Regions from separate parts of the Gossypium arboreum genome. Here region 1 is linked to region 2. Evidence: chromatin contacts called from public Hi-C data. All regions are on one chromosome and are shown on one strand. Each heading gives the region's core, a stretch centred on a gene start, on an enhancer-like site or on the middle of the called end of the contact. The rest is flanking DNA. Distances are from core to core; before and after follow the strand shown.

Region 1 (7,143 bases), core at 1,600-4,099, 360 kb before region 2:
CAGTCTTTTGATCTACAATAAGTATAGGAGATAATAAGAATGAAGCAATGATGAATATCCCCAACTTTTAAATCATGTATCTTCCTCAGCTCAATTTATTTGTCTTCTGTTTTTTCAAGTATGTTAGAAGGTTAAAAGTGTAACACAGAGATAAGTGCAATGCAACACAAACCAGATTTTTTGTCTTGCCGATCAGATTGAGGGAAAGGATCAGGGCTTCCAGGCAACTGCCTACATGATTTTATATGTTTCTTCCTCTGTACTATTGCCTGCAATTAGGCAAGAATACAGTTGCAGAAGTTGAAAAATGAAGCAATGAAAACAAATGGCACATTTCATGGAAATATTCAATACTTGTTTCAAAGCATCTTGAAAATTTTCCATTAAATTGCAGCTCCTTTCTTCAAAGCACTGGCAAAAAGGAAAAACACTTATTTTAAAATTAGATTTCACCCAACCCGTAATTCATGTGCTGAAAAAAATAAGTTAAAGATAACATCAAGTTCCCATATATGTATATCATAGAACCACTATTTCTTTTATCATATCTTGTTGTGACTTTCAAAATCACCATAAAATTTCCGTTCGCATTGCACAAACCAAGAAAGGAGGTATTCCCCTCCAAGCCTCCTAAATACTTCAAATGAATATCACAGGTGGAAAGAAAGAATATAAAAAAAGAAGAAACAAAAGCAGATTCTTTATTGCAAGTTCTAAGGAACAATAATATTTATTAAACTAAATCAATACCGATAATTTTGGCATGGCTAGACAAAGCCTATACTTACATCCTCAAGCATTGAAAGATCTCTTGCTGCATTAATCCAAGCACTGAAAAGAAATTAGCTAATATTTAAGATCATATAATGAAAAAATCCTGTAGAACAATAAAACTTTCACAGTTCTAGGATAGAGGCTACATTAGCTTACAATGGGGGTACTATACCTGTCATGTTTTCCATAAAACTTTACTAAAACATGTTCCTCGGTTTGTTGGATTGTTGAATCAACTAAAACGGACCTTTTTTCAATGATCTGTAATGTCAAGTAAGAGCTTTTAAGAGTACTTCTGAAGAGGGGAAAAATTGTTCCATGCAAAATACATATCTGAAGAGAACAAGAAGTTTCAAGTCAAAACTGAAATTATCTAATGGAGATGGGAAAAAGAAGTTTTCCCAGGCTAAGAAAGTTACAGGTATTAGTCAAAGACACTTAAATGATTAAACCTGCTGTTAGCTGCTGTACTTTAGTTATGCAAAGTTTCTATCTCCATTAGAAAAGATCAGTACAAAAGGGTTTCAGAAGTGAAAAGGTTAGAACTTCATTTTCCAAGTTGAAAGCCACTGATATCGGGTGAAAGAATTTCAATCCATTCTGCATAAAATTAGGTATAGGATGATCTTTGAAGAGAAGTGCCAACAGGCTTCCAACAATTCTTTTCCCTTTTTAATTACAGAACATGCACATCAACAACCAGAAAGCAAAAAATCAACAAAAATGAAGGGAAAAAGTGCAAATCCTACAATCAATATATATAATATATAACTGCAGCTATGGATTCTGTCACGCACATGACTGTATATACAAAACAAAAAGATCATCTACGTCATATTTTGAAACAACATAAAAATAACAGTATCTTACTTGAGCAGGCCACCACACTTGGCAAGCTGTTTTGGCCCATACCGCATTTCCTGGAGTTATGCAAACACCAGTGCTTCCTCTAACTTGTAACTTCTTCACATCACTCTTTTGTTCCACAACGTTCCTACTTCAACAAGAAAAAAGGGATAAAGAAAGTTCTCAAGTAAGTAAAGAATATAACATGAAAGCAACCGTAAGAAAACTGCCCATAGCATTATACATACTGGACCACTCTACCACTGCATGGATCACTAGCTGTATCTGGAGCAATTGGTTCAGCTTCTAACGCCGGAAATTCATAGAAATTTAACACAAATCTTGATCTTTTATCACACGAGCCACTGAAAGCAATTGAGTCATCCACTATATTTCCATCCTGTTTATCATTGAAATTAGTTAAGGTTACACTGGAAGCTTCATCTCTATCATAGGAGCACTCTTGTAAGGAACCTGTGAAACAGTTACCAAGATTAAAGGTTACAGTTCTCCAAAATGCTTTTGTGCATTGCTAACTATAACAGTCTCTCTATCTTGGAAGCAGAACTTCAAAGAAAGTGATAACAGACTGAATGAATAATCATACAATACACTTAAAAGAACTTCAGAACCTAACAAATTCTGCTCTTATCAAGTTGTTATACAGAATTATCCGTATAAATTAAGATCATTATGCAAACAGAACAAGTGGCAAATACATAATTATTCATAATGGATGCACTAAAATTTACGACGTTCAATATTTCTCCTCAAATAATATCCAAGATATACATTTAGGGTCATTTACACCGTAACAATTACCCAATTCACAAGAAAATTTCATTCTTTGAGGAACAATCCTTCCTCTATAATCAAGAGTAACATAAAATTTGTGACTCCAGCAACATTTAAACATACCCAATTACACCAAAAAGAAACGAAAGGTGATAGAATATGCGCAAGAGAGAGAGAGAGAGAGAGAAACTGAAATACCAGAAGCGGATGGGGAAGCAGGGGAAGAAAAAGAGGAAGGCATAGGTTCAGCTTTCCTGGACTGCTTACTGAAGTTTGGAGCATTTTCAATTTGATTCAATCCCTTTACCTTTTGCTTCTTCTTCCCGGGTGATTTCTTCTTTGCCATTGATGTAGACAGTTAGGCGATTGAGGGGGGAAAAAGGGTTTCCAAGAGGAACCCTAGAATTAGAAAATAAAAGAAGGGGGGAGAGTCTTAAGTCAGGTGCTTACCAGTTACAACGTGAGAAATTGGGCTGAAATGGTCCACGTTTCGTGTCTTTTATTTTACTTAGCTTTTTCCAACTCTGTTGCTGTATTCAATACTCTGCTGTCAACCAAAATAACAGTTTTTTTTCTGGATTCAACTTAATTTGATTCATTCAGGATTATTTAACAACAGGACTTTGCATTTATTTAGTTATAGTTTAGCGCTGCAAATAAGAATTATTACAATGCCTGAATTGGTAGAGTTATAAAGGACAGAATGTAACATTGTAAGCACTTGCCCCACTGCATTTGTATATTGGAGGATCGTTGTCTCCCGGATATGTATGTGCCAACTGACAAAGTTCCTTAAATCTTTTTGAGAAGTCATTAGGCTGGCAAGCCTGCCCTGTAAAGCTTCCGGTGCAACAATATTTGGGATCTTTCAACGCATCACATGGACTATTGCATCCCACATAGGCTCGATTTTTGTTTATAGCCACCAAGGATGGAGGGCACACATCTCCCATATCCTTGATGCAGTCGACAACGGGGCACACTTCGGACCCTCCAACCAACGTGCCACCAATCGGTTGAATTCGGACCGGCACATTGAACCCATGGTTCAGGCTCACTTCGTAAGAGACCACATTCTGGTTAATGTTGAAATTCAGGAGTGTCTCTGGTGGTTTTGGTGGTGGAGATTGGCAATCGACCGAGCCAGACCCGCAGTCTCCGGTCTCGCAAGTAAAATTAATTTGGGAAGCATCGTACGAGCATTTCGTCCGTAACCAGAGGCTACCGGTCCAAGGATCTGGCATGGAGAATATTTCCAATGTGCCTGGCCCCCTCTCGGGATCACCATCGCCAACGGAAGGACTGGCTGATAGCCACACTGAGAACGAGCATTCATTGTCAAAGTTGAAGGTTAAATCAGACTGCACAAATTTACCTGTAAATTTAGATCAGCAATTAAGATGTCAGTCTCTCTACTTCAAAAATCCATGCAATTCAAGTAGACAAATCTTAATGTTTATCAATTGAGTTAAGCCTAATTTGCCATTGATACTAACAAAAAAAATATGATAATAGCAACCTGAAATAACTAATACGAGGACAAGACTGAAAATTGCTTTACTGCCCATTGAAGCTTGAACCTTAAGTTTTAGATGGATATATACAATTTACATGCTTTAGAATGGGGATTATATACAAAACAGCTATTTATTTTTGGTAAAAACAAATAAAGCATAATTTTAAGGTATCAAATTAAAAATTCATAATTTTATTAGTGGATTTTATATTAAAAGGATACCTTAAGTGTAAGAGGTAAGTTAACCAATTGAAAAGGAAATTCATAACTTTATTAGTGGATTTTATATTAAAAGGATACCATAAATAGAAGAAGAAGACGAAGAAGAAGAAGCATATCTTTTACATTAATTATGATTTCCCCACCTGTTTAAGTTCATCTTATTTTGTATCCAACCAAATTTATCTCTTTTTTTTTTCTTTTTTCTTTTTTTTTTTTGAGAAAACCTAAATTACTGTGGTCCTTAATTACCAAAGAAATTACTGTGGTCCTTTGACCCCAAAAAAACAGGGTAAAAATACACTTGCATAGACAATAATTATTTAGCCATACCTATTCCATAATATTATATAATGGAATAGTTGAACAAAAAATTTACTATATAATGGAATGTTGTGAGAAATATTATTTTCCAAGTTATAATTCTAAAATTATATTAACAATTAGAATATATTAAAATTTACCGTTACCTTATAAAACATATACAATAAATTTAAATCAATTTATATGATAAGATATAAATTTTATTGAAGGTGATTATTTACCATGGAATGTTTCACTCCCTCAATGGAATGTATTGTTCTTGTGGGAGGTTTGTCTTCTAAACTCCAAAGAGACCCAAAGGGTTCACGGAATTTAGAGAGCACATCAGTTGATGTAGATATAACCTACAATCTCACAAGATAGAGTTATTTAAGCCTTAGCTGATGATTCGATCCCCTATAGGTGTATCATGCATAATTAATATTTCACATAATGCTAATACTTACCCTATAAACTTGCAAATCGTATTTATATCAATCGAGACGCTCATTAAACTCTATAAATCTCTTTAGACTCTTTTCAAAATACAAGAGACAAATCACCTCACCAAAACATTACTTTAAAATAAGAGACTTCATTGCAAATACTCATAAATAATAATATTGTAGATAACTAATCAGAATTAATATGGAAATAAATCTCCTTACATATTTGAAGTTTTTAGGCAACTTCAAAGGTAAAAATATAGGGTAAATTATATCTTTATTGATTCTAATTTACATAGAAGTATGGGAAAACCCGAAAAGTATATCTCATTCCCACCCATGGAAGCAAAACGACATTTACGTATGAGATTGTAAATGACTAAAATCTGGAATACCTATGGTGTCTTAAAAGGAAAAGGAAAAAAAGGAAATTAATAATCTTTTTTTATATCTAATAACAATTATATATATAATATATTTAGGGTGGGTTTAGATGGACGGTGTGTTTGTCTACGGTTAATATAAAAATAGCGGTGACAAAAAAATTAAATACTGTAACGATACTGTAATGTGAGACAAAGTAAACTAAACACACCGCACTACACCGTACCGTTTATCGAAACCCACCATTAGTCAAATCCACCAAATCAGTTTACAAATGCAAAAAAACAGTAAATTATGTGTTAATACAATAAAAATGTCTTTTGGTATATTTTTCATCTCAAACTATATATTATAATTGATGGGCGTCAAAACTACCAAATATAAAATTATATACTCTAACTTAATTAAATAGTAGTATAGAGTAATAGGGTCGATCCCACAGGGACTGGATTACTAATTTTCTTGTTTCTGTGGCCAAATTTCTGAGTCTAGACAGTTGTCGTGCCCTCAACCTATGCGTGCAAAATTGTAAAATAAATGAAAGAGGGAATTTAGTTGATAGAGAAAATAGAATAAACAATAATATAATATAATATAATATAATATAAACGGATTTGAGATTGCAAAATAAAATTAAGTGAATTAAATCAAATTAGGGAACTAAATATATTAAAATTCAGCCTCAGCCTCAGCCTCAGTATGCTTCGAACTTGAACCGATCCTTGAAAAATAGTTTTTCCCTTCCAATGAATAAGTTGGTTATAGCGACCAAGGACGCCTCAACCGCCAACTTTCCCTCTTGTAGTCGATTCCAGTATGACCTGCAAATCAACCATTGTCGAATTTCCAACCACGTGACACGTGCCCTTAATTTAATATTTCGACAGCTTTGTGATCTAGAAAGCCCAACTTGAATTAATAGCCATAACCGCGTGGGTCGTTTAAATCCGATCACTGTCTCCTTTGATGGAATCCAACTAGCTTTTTTCAATTGAACAGGCCAATTTGTTCGCAAGAATTCGAGTACAACATGACCGAATAAACTTCCCAATTGTATGCCAAACTATTCCAACCCAAAACGTGCTTTGAGTTGAAAATCAATCAACTTTAAAGGACAAATTTGTACTATCTCATATACCAGAGAGATAGTGAATACCGAATTGAAAAGTTTTTAGTATGGGCTCATATCTCACGATTATTTTGTCAGAGCGATAACCAGGCTAAAGCTAAAAGGGACTTACCTAAGCATGAAGTTAATCATGCTAGTTGGTGTATAGAAATGATATTTAATGGAATTGGTGGAAGGTAGAAAGGGAGAAGGGCTTAGGATTACTCAAAATGTTGAAATGGAAAAAAAAATGAATGGCTGTATGCTAAAACTTACTGATGTAGAAATGAAGAAAAAGAAAGGAATTGTTTTATTCCAAAAACCAAGTGTGTCCTCAAGTATCACCAACACTAGGTATCACCAACACATTTTTCATGCTAAATTTAACATGTTTATCCTAAAAAATATCAACTAAAAATTAAATTTTAAAAATCAAAATTTAAACTAAAGATCAAATTCAAACTATTTATAGAATTTTGGAAATTTAAAAAATAATCTAATTTGAACCAGATAACCACTAATTCTTTTAATTCTTCAATTTGACCCTCATTTTTGCTTTTCGTTCCAATTTAGTTCATTTTGTTTGATTTTGAACTTCGGCACACCAATTTCATCCCTGATAAGAGAAACACAAGTTTAGTAGTATCTTATTCAAAAATTAGTCAAAAATAAATACATTAAAAGCAGAAATTTAATGTGCTATCAAATTCCCCCTACTTAGCTGATGCTTGTCCTCAAGCATGATGTTTACT
Region 2 (6,764 bases), core at 3,860-6,359:
GAAGAGACATATTCTCCTGTGGTGGATGCAATCACGTTTAGATACCGTATTAGTCTAGCAGTACGTGAAAAACTTGACATGCGTCTAATGGATGTTGTTACAGCCTATTTGTATTGGTACATTGGATAACGAAATTTATATGAAAATCTCAGAAGGATTTAAAATCCCTGAAGGATATAGAGTTTCCCAGGAAAATTGCTCAATCAGATTAAAGAAAAGTTTATATGGATTAAAACAATCTGGACGTATTTGGTACAATCGTCTTAGTGAATATTTGTTAAAGGAAGGCTATAAAAATGATCTAATCTACCTATGTGTTTTTATAGAAAGGTTTGAATCAAACTTTTTTATAATTTCTATTTATGTTGGTCATCTAAATATTATTGGAACTCCTAAAGAGCTTCAAAATGCAGTAAATTATTTAAAGAAAGAATTTGAGATGAAAGATCTTGGAAAAACAAAGTTTTGTCTCGGCCTGCAGATCGAACATTTAAAAGATAAAATTCATGTCTATCAGTCAACTTATACGAAAAAGATCTTAAAGAAATTTTATATGGATAAAGCACATCCATTGAGTACCCTAGTGGTTGTACGATCGTTAGATGTGAATAAAGATCAATTTCGTCCTTGCGAGAATGATGATGTAACACCCCGAACCCGAGACCATCGCCGGTGTCGGACACGAGGGGTTAACAAGCCAAGTTCACATGTTTTGCCCACCAATTTGACATTTCCAGTCAGGCTGGAAGACTGCGTCACCGTCGCCTTAAAAATCATATCTCGAGTTTCAAAACTCGGAAACTGGTTTCGTAAATTTTCCCTGAATTTAGACTCATATATCCATCCATGGATTTATTTCTAGAATTTTTGGTCGGGCAAATTGGTACAGTTTATTAGTTAAAGTCACCCATGTTACAGGGATCGACTGCTCTGACCTTCGCGCGGTATAACTTGAATATCTCTCTGTACAGGGCTTTAATGCTGGTGCCGTTTGTTTCTAATGAAACTAGACTCAAAATGGAATCTGTACATATAAGGTATGTCTCTTAATTCTTTCTGGATAATTTATAGTAAATTTTTAAAGTTGCGACAGGGGACCCAGAAACCGTTCTGGCCCTGTCTCACAATAGCTTTGATATCTCTTAACATGTAACTCCTATGACCATTTCGTTTCTTCCATATGAAAATAGACTCATCAAGGTTCATTTACATAGCTTATTCACTATTTAATACCATTCCTACAAATTTTGGTGATTTTTCACATTCACGTCACTGCAGCTGGCAGCATCTGTTTTAAGGTAGGTCTTACCTATTTTGTAGTCTCCATGAACCAACTAGTCTTGCCATACATAGGTTCATATATGATCATTTTAACCATACCAATGGCTGATCATGTGACCAACACTCCCATTTCCAATCCATAATCACATCATGACACCATATATATACATACAAACCACAAATAGTCTAAGTTCATGCTTCCTTTTACGAGCCATTTTCGCATGGCCGTATACATATACATCACCACATTTTTAAACCAACAAGGGTAGTCCTATACATGCCATTTCAAAGTTCAAACAAAATTTATACCAAAATAGGGCGTTGATAGTGTGGATGACTTGACTTTATTGATCCCGAATCCGATTGCTATCGAGCGAAATCTATAAAACAGAGCCAAAGCAACGGGTAAGCATTTTATGCTTAGTAAGTCTCAAGGAATATAATCAACTCTAATTACAGCAATACATTCACATAGCCAAATGCATCATTTCATTAATACACATTCTTACTTCACACTTCATCATTATATACTTTCACAAAGTATCAATCAATTCAATAACTGAAATTCATTAGTCGATTGAGCGAATGTTGCTCAAACATGTCGACTTTCCAATGCACATATAAACGTACCTTATTCTTTGGGCTTCTCGAGTGTACTAATTGAATTTATTACAGCAACCAACACTCACCTCCAGCCCAAGATTCTTCGAATATAACCGGATATAACCACGCACAAATGCCTTCGGTCTTAGCCCGGATAGAATGTCTCGCACGAATGCCTTGGTCTTAGCCGGATGTAGCCACTAGCACAATTGCCTTGGTCTTAACCCGGATATAATTTCCAGCATAATTGTCTTCGGGCTTAGCCGGATATCATTCAATTTCTCATGCACACATACATCAATAATCATTGGACATACATATTTCATTCTCGTTACTAAGGCTCAAACACAATTATAATCACTAGCATAATCGCCGGGACTTAGCCCGGGTATTATTCAATACTCATACACACATAAATCAATAATCAATACATCCATATTTCATTCCACATAATTCAAGTAAGGTCACTTCTTGAGGACTTACCTCGGATGTTGTCGAACGGCTTTTACGGCTATTCGATCACTTTTCCTTCCCTTGTCCAATTGTGGCCCTCTTAGCTCTTGAGCTAATTCAAACAAATTCAATTTATTAAAACCTCATTGTGCTAGCTTATGGCGAATATGACAAGGAGTTTAAATGGTCATATGGCCACTCTTTAGCTTGAATACACAATGGTCATGCACATTTTATACTACATCAAGCAATTCAATACAATTTATTCGAGCATCAAGGAAAAGCTAAGGCCTTCAATAGGCTACCCAAGGCGAATATTCATGTACATGTTGAGGCCAATTATGCACTTAATACCTCACAAAACAGCATGCATTTTACTAGTTAATGCTTTGCATATTGTAGCTCAAAACTTATAATATAGCATCAAGCACTCATATGTGTGCTAGGCAGAATGTGCTTGCAATTTCACAATCATTCTTCAACATCTTCTTCTTTAAACAACCATGTTCATCACTTAGTTCATAACCAAAACATCATGTGCAAACATATATATACATATATGAGCATGGCGAATTTCAAGGTGTCCATAGCCATCCAAAACACAAATTTTAACTAACATGCAAGAAGCATGAACCATGCTCATGAATGCATCATGGCGAATATGACAATCATGCCCTTTTCAACTTCAATCATGATTAAACAAAAGAAAACTCAAAATCTTACTCAAAAGTAGACAATCCATCATTGCATGCATCATCATCAAGCTTCACACTTAGCATGCAATGGCTTTATCACCATAACAACTTTGGCCAAATACCATTTCCATGGCATAACAAAGATTTGAGCCATGGCTATCATGCACATCAAGTTAGCAACCAAAACATGCATGAAACTCCTAACACAACCTCATACATACCTTAATCTTGATGCAAACTTAGCCAAATCTCCTTCTAGATCTCTTCCAAACCAAGCATGAAGCAAAATCCTCCTTCTTCCTTAGTTTTGGCTCAAAGAAAGGATGAACAAAATTTTTCTTTCTTTCTCTACAACTCACGGCAATGGGGGAATACCACACACACACATTTTTTTTTCATTCTTTTCTTACCCATACACCTTTGTTTATTATTTCTCCCTAATGCACCAACAAAACATGTTTCATGACATGTTTTGCCCATCCTCTTGCCATGGCGGCCACTTCATGTTGGGGGAAATTTGACATGCAAATCCTTATTTTTGCATGCATGAGCAACTAGTCATCACACATTTCCCCATCATACTTTCAAAGTTCACTACTAGGTCCGTTCTAGTGAAATTCGCATTTATAACACTAAATCGAAACATCAAAAATGTCACACACAAATTAACACATATCATAGGCATCAAAATAAATTTTAAATTATTTTTATGCCTCGGTTTTGTGGTCCCGAAACCACATCCCGACTAGGGTCAATTTTGGGCTGTCACAGATGAAGAGTTTCTTGGTCTTGAAGTACCATATTTAAGTGCCATAGGAGCATTGATGTATCTTGCAAAACAACACAAGACCTAATATAGCTTTTGTTGTAAACTTGTTAGCAAGATTTAGTTCTTCTCCAACACATAGACATTGGAATGGGGAATTAAACATGTATTTAGATATCTCAGAGGGACCATTGATATTGGGTTATTTTATTCAAATGATTCAAAATCCCTATCAGTTGGTTATGCTGATGCTGGATATTTCGCGGATCCCCATAAAGGTCGATCTCAAACGGGATATTTGTTTACATGTGGAGGTACGGCTATATCATGGCGTTCGACAAAGCAAACATTAGTTGCTGCCTCTTCAAATCATGCTAAAATAATTGCAATGCATGAGGCAAGCCGAGAGTGTGTTTGGATAAGGTTATTAACCCAACATATCCAGAAGATATGTAATTTGCATTTACAGGAAAATATGCCAACTATCTTATACGAAGATAATGCAGCATGTATAGCTCAATTAAAGGGTGGTTCGAAACATATTTCACCAAAATTATTCTTCACTCATGATCTTGAGAAGAAAGGTGATATAGAAGTTCAACAAATTCGTTCTACTGATAATTTAACAGATCTTTTTGCCAAGGCATTGCCAATTTCAACATTTGAAAGATTATGAAACAAGATTGGAATGCGTCGACTTAAAGATATAATGTGATGTTGCCATTAGGGGGAGTCTAAAACACATTGTACTCTTTTCCTTTAACCAAGATTTTGTCCCACTGGGCTTTCCTGGTAAAGGTTTTTAACGAGGTAACTTGTAATAGGAGATTGTGTACTCTTTTTCCTTCATTAGGTTTTTATCCCACAAGTTTTTCCTAATAAAGGTTTTAATGAGGCACATTCTTATTTAAAAGACATCCAAGAGGAGTGTTATAAATTAAATGGATGTCTATAACCCCCTTAAGCATATTAAAGTAATGAGACAAAACTCTTTACTTCATTTATAATCGATCATTAAATGGAGTAATTAAGAAAATTTAGTTTATTAAATGTAATACATTTATTAATTGAATGTAAATGAGCTTATAAATAAAACCTTATAAATGAAAATAAGACAATGAATTTTTTTCATATTTTTCATCCACTTTTATTTATTATTTTATTAATTTTCTATAACATGAACCTTATAGTTTTTATGAAAATATCAAAGAATAACTTAAATGAAAAAAAAGAAAAGAAAAGTTAAACTCCAATATAAAGACAATTACCAGCTAAAAGCCACTAACTTAAATAGAAAAAATTCAAAGAAATTACCAATTTTAGAAACAAAAGAAAATTGAAAAAGTTGCGATATTATTAATTTTTCTCCCGAAATGAGATAACGAGAATTACATAAGTACCCCCACCACGGCAATCAAATCTCAAATCTCCTACCCACCGAAACCTCAACTCAAACTCATCGAACCAGCGCAGCGAGAGATTGAAGATCAGATATTGAAGCCCCTATAATGGGTGACGTCCAGACAGCGGAGAGCAGTAACAAAGCTAGGCTAGCCATTATGGAGCTGGCCAACATGATAAGCGTCCCCATGTCTCTCAACGCTATCGTCCGCCTCAACGTACCCGATGCTATCTGGCAAGGAGGCGCCAACACCCCTCTCTCCGCCGTCCAGATTCTCTCACGGGTACTCCCTTACGGCGGCGGAGACCCTGAAAACCTCCAGCGTATCCTCCGTATGCTCACAAGCTACGGCGTTTTCGATGAACACCTTAATTGCAGCGGTGATGACTCCCACTCCCCGGAGAGAAAATACTCCCTAACTGACATCGGAAAAACACTCGTAACAGACGCTGAGGGTCTATCCTATGCACCATATGTCCTCCAGCACCACCAGGTAGGCCTATCCCACTTTTTCACTTTCAACCACAGATTCTCCCCAGATCTCTCCTTCATTTGATTGATTTATAGTGAAACCGTCATGTATAGAAGAGTAGAGCTATGGGTTTTTACATGAAATAAGAAAGGTAATTGAGTGGAATAAATGTATTAGGATGCTTTGATGAGAGCGTGGCCATTGGTGCACGAAGCAGTGCTGAATCCGACATCGGAGCCATTCGTGAAGGCGAATGGGGAGGGAGCTTATAGTTACTATGGGAAGAAACCAGAAATGAACGGGCTGATGCAAAAGGCGATGTCGGGAGTTTCAGTGCCATTCATGAGAGCAATATTGGACGGCTATGATGGGTTGAAAGGCGTGAAGAGATTAGTTGATGTGGGAGGCAGCGCGGGGGATTGCCTCCGAATGATTTTGCAGAAATATCCCCATGTTGAGGGAATCAACTTTGATTTGCCTGAGGTCGTTGCCAAAGCACCTAGTATTCCGGGTCAGATTTTTCAGCTTTCTTGTTCACTAATCAATTTTACTTTCACCGCCTTTACTCCTTCGCTATCATTTAAAGAGATAATTACTCGGTAATTTAAAACCAAGATATCAAAAAATGAAAATATAAAAAATAAAATTTAATTTAATTTTTAAAACTGTTATTAAATAATTTGAAATTTGTTTAAGATATGATATTAATCTATTTTTATTAAAATAATTAAAAGAAATGGTTGGGTATTGTTTTTATTAATTGAAGGGTGCGTGGTTGTTAAAGTGTTGATTGATTGTAGGCGTGACTTACGTTGGGGTGACATGTTGGAGTCGATTCCAGTAGCTGATGCAATCTTCATGAAGGTGAATTTCATATTTCTTTAATAATTTACATATTTCACCTAATCTTTTCTTTGATTTTTATAATTACGAATCATATTTTCTAAAATAGTATATTGACATAAATTATAAAGAAAGTAATAGTTTTAGGATAAGTTATCTTTTGACATGTGAACCATACTAATTGATGTGACATTAACATAAATATTAAATAAATGATAAATTTATGTCATAATTTGTTCCAACAATATA

The links. Hi-C and Micro-C count contacts between places; a contact is called where the count stands out from the background.
Region 1: a Hi-C map of leaf shows a contact between it and region 2, with 2.5 times the contacts expected there. The contact joins the promoter of LOC108457779 here to the promoter of LOC108460940 in region 2. A contact is called at or near these places in 2 of 5 Hi-C or Micro-C datasets (both in leaf).

What each region holds. Positions count from the first base shown.
Region 1 is chr4:95,741,265-95,748,407 of ASM2569848v2, reverse strand. It overlaps LOC108457779, which reads right to left and starts at 2,849. Exons shown (of 9, transcript XM_053026451.1): 1 at 2,614-2,849; 2 at 1,869-2,094; 3 at 1,645-1,768; 4 at 947-1,035; 5 at 789-831; 6 at 355-411; 7 at 173-269. The coding sequence starts at 2,761. It overlaps LOC108457780 (thaumatin-like protein 1), which reads right to left and starts at 4,060. Exons shown (of 2, transcript XM_017756917.2): 1 at 3,935-4,060; 2 at 3,021-3,790. The coding sequence starts at 3,983. The coding sequence ends at 3,105.
Region 2 is chr4:95,386,294-95,393,057 of ASM2569848v2, reverse strand. It overlaps LOC108460940 (nicotinate N-methyltransferase 1), which reads left to right and starts at 5,109. Exons shown (of 5, transcript XM_017760651.2): 1 at 5,109-5,693; 2 at 5,850-6,183; 3 at 6,473-6,484; 4 at 6,487-6,536. The coding sequence starts at 5,307.